2 separate regions of the Rattus norvegicus genome follow, and region 1 is linked to region 2. Evidence: chromatin contacts called from public Hi-C data. All regions are on one chromosome and are shown on one strand. Each heading gives the region's core, a stretch centred on a gene start, on an enhancer-like site or on the middle of the called end of the contact. The rest is flanking DNA. Distances are from core to core; before and after follow the strand shown. Region 1 overlaps Commd1 (copper metabolism domain containing 1). Region 2 has its middle 60 kb from the start of Rpl28l3.

The links. A called contact is a pair of places that touch in the nucleus more often than the background predicts.
Region 1: a contact with region 2 is called in a Hi-C map of the A7r5 cell line, with 6 times the contacts expected there. The contact joins two enhancer-like sites. A contact is called at or near these places in 9 of 12 Hi-C or Micro-C datasets (the A7r5 cell line, the Rat2 cell line, Schwann cells and 5 more) and 1 of 1 datasets of contacts at active chromatin or transcription factors (oligodendrocytes).

What each region holds. Positions count from the first base shown.
Region 1 is chr14:101,155,672-101,158,371 of GRCr8, reverse strand. All of the region lies in intron 1 of Commd1 (copper metabolism domain containing 1), which reads left to right. Among named protein-coding and RNA genes, the nearest start is that of Commd1, 29 kb to the left of the region's middle. Within about 2 kb of position 1,306, at least 67 of the 93 cell types and tissues checked have an H3K27ac peak or open chromatin away from gene starts, as enhancers often do. A contact at or near this core is called in the A7r5 cell line, Schwann cells and liver, where this site is marked.
Region 2 is chr14:100,823,987-100,826,686 of GRCr8, reverse strand. No RefSeq gene overlaps it. Among named protein-coding and RNA genes, the nearest start is that of Rpl28l3, 60 kb to the right of the region's middle. Within about 2 kb of position 1,381, at least 81 of the 93 cell types and tissues checked have an H3K27ac peak or open chromatin away from gene starts, as enhancers often do. A contact at or near this core is called in the A7r5 cell line, Schwann cells and liver, where this site is marked.

The sequences.
Region 1 (2,700 bases), core at 57-2,556, 330 kb before region 2:
ACCCTCTTCTCTCCGAGCTGGGGTGGTCCCAGCCAACGTCCCACTTACAACAGGGGATAAACAGCCTTGACTTTGCAGATCACCGTGTCAGAACGACGTGAGACTGGGAATGTGGACAGCTGATTTCCTCAATTTTTTTGGCATAAAGTTAAAAGGGGGGGTGGTGAAGGTAGATGGAAGGAAGAGAAGGAGAAGAACATGAGCGGGCAGACATGACAGGCGCTCTCGGGATTGACAGCTCTGCTTTGTAATAGTCCCCAGGGCCCTGGTTCCTGTAGGTCCTCTTATCTCAGCCACCTTCCAACTACATGCACCAAAAATTCCATTAATTTTCTGTTGCTTTGACAAAACACCATGACCAAAAGCCAGTTATAAAGGAAAAGTTTGTTCTGGCGTACAGCTTTATAGAACGGTCAGCTGTGGCCACGAGACACACCGGCAGGAGCAGCAGCATCTGTAAGCACAAGGCGGAGCGTGCGAGGCGGGAGTAAGGAGAAGCTGCACACCCTCACAGCCTGCCTTCAGCAACTGCTTCCTCCAGGAAAGCTGCGCCTTCCAGACCTCCCAGACCTCCCAGACAGTCGCACCAACTGGGGCTCACATTCCCGAGTCTGTAGGGGACATTTCTCATCCCTTAATTACTTTCCAAGGAATATGAACAAGCTTTGTAGCTAATCCTTAGGTGGCAGCATTTTTATATCACTGATGGTAGGAAGAATCAGTTTGACTTTTTAATCAGCAGCAGCGATGATGTCTGTATCCATATCTGCGTGCAGTCACTATGACAACCAACCAGAGAAGCATGAAACAGTTTAGGCTCCAGTTAGGTCGCTCTGGCCGCTGGGCTTTACGAAAGTCGGTGGCTTTCTGTGGTCAGTACTTCTTACTGCGTCTGACTACCTTGTCTGTGAAATGGGAAATAGAATATGAGTTTCAGGAGAAGTAAAAGATGTCCAGGCTGTGCGGCATGGCAGACAGCCACACCCCTCCAATCCTGGGCAGTGTGGGCCCAGTGGGCGCCATTGCAATGAGCAAGTATATATCATTGGAGAGATGGGAGCGACAGAGAAGGTAAGAAGTTAGTACACAATGAAGAGAGAACTGGAAACAGGCTGGTGGTGAGGAACAGCCTGATGTGAGAGAGGCCTGCACTGCCACCTGAGACCATGATGACCTCTGGGCCTGTGCTCCTCAGGGCCACATCTGCGTCTGGGTCCTGCCACAGCAGGGGCCTGTGCTACCATCAGAGGCCATGCTGATCTGCCACCACACAGTGGCGCCCTGCCCGCATGCACGGGAGAGCTGGCCCCACCAACCAGGGGAGAGCTGGCCCTGAGCCTTGTCTGGCCAGCAGGAGAGTCAGCTCTGCTGGTGTGGGTGTGGGAGAGCTGACAGGCTGATCAATTTAGCTACCACTTAGGCCCAGATCCAGGGCTTTGAGCTGGTCCACCCCAGCATCTACCCTATCTATGAGCTGCTGGAATGTGTGAAGGATCTGGTCCTGCAGAAACAAAGCTGCAGGACCTCCATGACTCAGGGCAAAAGTAGACTATCCCAGAGGAGTCTTGGTGACATTCTAGTATTTGTATAGCAGAAACCAGAGGCCTCAAACCAGGCCAAGGCCAATGACTCATTGTAAAGAGCGTTTGCAAGTAGAGCTGTTTGGATAAAAGAGTGTGTGACTGTGTGACACACCATGACAAACTGCAGCTTCCATGGCGAGGTGCTTTGTGGGGAAGGTTGCAAGGGTGGAGGGGTAGATACGGAAGGCTGGGAAATGAGTGCAGTTGGGGTGCGTGATGTGAAATCCACAAAGAATCAATAAAAGAATCAAATGATAGGGGGCTGGAGAGGTGGCTCAGCAGTTAAGAGCACTGACTGCTCTTCCAGAGGCCCTGAGTTCACTTCCCATCTGCAGTGGGATCCGATGGCCTCTTCTGGTGCATCTGAAGACAGCGACAGTGTGTCCACATACATGAAATAAATAAATCTTAAAAAAAAATCCTGATAGATGTGAAAATTCTTTGAACATGGAGTGTTGTGCAAACTTAAGATTCTTTATTTTATAATTAATATACTTAGCATCTTAGTTTGGCTTCTGTTGCTATGGCAAAACACCATGGCTGTAAGAAACCTGGGGAGGAAAGGGTTAACTTGGCTCATAGGTTCCAGCCCATCGTCAGTGGACTGAGGAAAGCCCACCACGAACCTGGACACAGACCCTGGAGGAAGCTGCTTACTGGCTCCTCCTCAGCGAACCCAGCTGCTTTCTTAGACAACCCAGCCACCCGCCCAGGGGTTGAACCCCACAAGTGGGCGGCGCCCACCCCGCCCACATCTATCATCAGTCTAGAAACTGTCCCACAGGCTGCACACTAGCCAGCCTGATGGAGACACTTTCTCCACTCAGTTGTGGTCCCTCTCAGATGACTGGAGATTGTGTCAATGTTGAGAAAATATCAAACTGATACATTTAGTTACTGTGTTAGCTTGAATGCTAGCCTGGAGAGCCTACCTTAAATGGCAGTTAGGTAAAGTGTAAGTTAGCACACAGTGTCAGAGTAGTAGTGGTTCCCTGCATGACTGAAACAGGCTGCGGAGTTCAAGTGCCATACCCGTTTAACAACATTTACGCTCCAATGGATCACTCATGGTACCCCAGTAGCATGTCAGACCAGGCCTATTGACGAGGAGTGGTGT
Region 2 (2,700 bases), core at 132-2,631:
AGAAACAAACAAATAAAATAGAATATCTTTGTTCCTGATAGGATGGTTACCATTTAGACGAAATAAACCGTAATGGGGGTGATAACATGTATAACGTTAGGAAATAAGGCAGGGGCCAAAGCCTTTCAGACAGGGTAATGGATCAAACACAGGTTTTCCTGAGATCGTGGCATTTGTGCAGAGGCCCGAGAAAACCGAGAGAACACGCCAAGGGGACATGTGAGTGAGGGCAGCCCAGCTCTGGGCAGTAACTCCAGGGTGAGTTAGCAGCCAACCAGGTGGGCTGGGGGCTAGGCTGATGATCTTTCTCTCACTAGCGCCTAAAGCTTCCCCCAGCCCCCAAAATTCCCTAGCAGAGCTTGCAGGAAGTCATTCTGGATTCTCAGGACCTACGGCCTGAGATGCTGACTTTGGACACCGGAAACCCCAATGCACGTTGGCCTTCCTTCTGTGTCCTGTGCTTATTCTACAAGCCTGCCTTTGCTTACACTGAAGGCCCCGGATCCTCATCTGAATGTCTCACTGCGCCAGCCAAGTTAAAAAAAAAATTCCTGAAGCAATTCTTTCAAAATATAATCCCACGTAGAAATCTAGCTAACGGCCAGTTCCTGGCAGCCCATTCAGCGCCTCTCAAGCTCGTTGCTGTCAACAGACATTTTCCAGGCTTGCTTCCCAGGCATCACCCGGAGCACCGCGCGGGGGCGGGCTGCAGGCAGACCGGTGCCATTTTCCCCAGGGCTCGGCTTCTGCAGTCAGGAAGTGCGTGGCTTACGGCTGGAATTGTTCCGAGCCAGATCGCTATCTCCGCTGTTTGGCACACGAATCCTGGAGTGTGAGCTAAGCACTTCCTGAGCGGCCTGTGGGTAGATGAGGGGACTGGTCTCAGCAGGTTAAAAACCTGCAACAAAAAAAATCTGAGAGCTGCGGCTACATCCACCACGCCCATTTTAGCCCCGAGCCGCAGAGCCTGGGCAGTTTTTTCCAGACAGCATTTGGAAAGCCAAGCTCAAATGACCTCTGCTGAACTAATAATAACAATAATGATAGTGGGGGGTGGAGAGAAAGAAATAAATTAGGCAAATCCAGAAAATTCCATGTGGGCGTTGTTAGGTCACGGCTTCTCTGTGGATCTAAGGCTCTTCTGACTGCAGCGGCTACCTTTTTTGGGCTTGTTCCTGACAGGAAAAGCTGGGATGTTCCATCCAAGAGGAAGTCATCTAAAGAGAAGGACAACTTGTTCCTTGTAACCTTCAGTGTTGGACAACTTCAGCTGAAGGCAGCCGTGTGCCCCTGCTCTTCTCGGCTCTTGCAGAGCTGTCTCTTGTCTAGAGGGACTTGTTCTGACTGATGCTGTCACGTGACTTGTGTCACTGCCTGAGCCCGGGGAGAGGCAATGCGGAGCCGCCTTCTAGCCAGGCCTGTGCCTCGACCTGCGTGTGAGCAAAGACGGCTGGCTGGACATCCGCTGCTTTGATGCGACTCCAGCCGGATGTAGCTGGATCAGCAGCCATTTCCCCACAGTAAAATCATTGGCAGCCAAGGAATGGAATTATTGATGTGCCTTTTCCTTGCTGCCAACCCCCAGCAAGGGTTCCATGGCCTCTGCCTCTGTCGATTTTCACTTTCTGGAAGGTGAATCCGGGGAGAATAGCCTGGCATAGGACCAGCTGTGTTGGATTAGTGAAGGATTCTTGGGTGCAGCTGTGGCGCTGTAAACAGCCTAGGCATTTCAGAGATCCCGGTGTGCCGTGTGCAACCCACCCAGGCATGGCTGCTGACCACTGAGGCTGCGGACTACCTCTTTTCCTTCCTAAAAGCCCTGCTAAGGGGTATAAGAATAGGGTCACCAAGCCTCTGTAGACTTTTAAGGAACACACATGTACACACACACACACACACACACACACACACACACACACACAGAGGAATTAAAAAAAAGAAAAACACATGCATGCGTGTGTGCATGTGTGTGTATATGTGTGTATGTGTGTGTGTGTGTACTCCTACTGAGGTTCAGAGGACAATTATTTTTTTATAAATTTATTTTTTAAGATTTTATTTTATTGTATGAGTACACTGTAGCTGTCTTCAGACACACCAGAAGAGGGCATCAGATCTCATTACAGATGGTTGTGAGCCACCATGTGGTTGCTGGGATTTGAACTCAGGACCTCAGGAAGAACAGTCGGTGCTCTTAACCACTGAGCCATCTCTCCAGCCCCCCAGAGGACAATTTTTAAGCGATGCTTTTCTTTTTATCATACGCATCTGCAGGAATCAAACTCAAGTTGTCACAATTGGTAGCAAGGGCCTATGCCCCTGAGCCATCTCAATGTCCCAAGAATCTGCATTTTAGAAGCTCTGGCCGTCCCCACCCACAATTCTGAGGCAGATCTTGCTTGGTCATTCTTGATGGAAATCGGGATGCTGTTCTGCCATCACTCTCCAGGCACTTGTCTTGGTTGACACTATGTGAAGCCTGTCCCTTTGCTCTCAACACTGTACCACTTCATTATGGCTGAGGTGGTGACAAGCACTGGTCCACGGACAGAAGTTCAGGCAGCCCAGGCCTTGGGCTCTCCTAAACTTACAAGGTTGTAAGGGTGGGGTCAGTCACTTAGCAACTCTTACTCTGAGGACAAACGAGGGGCTCACAATCTTGCTTTACTGTTAAAGCTTTACCCAGATCCCACCATGACC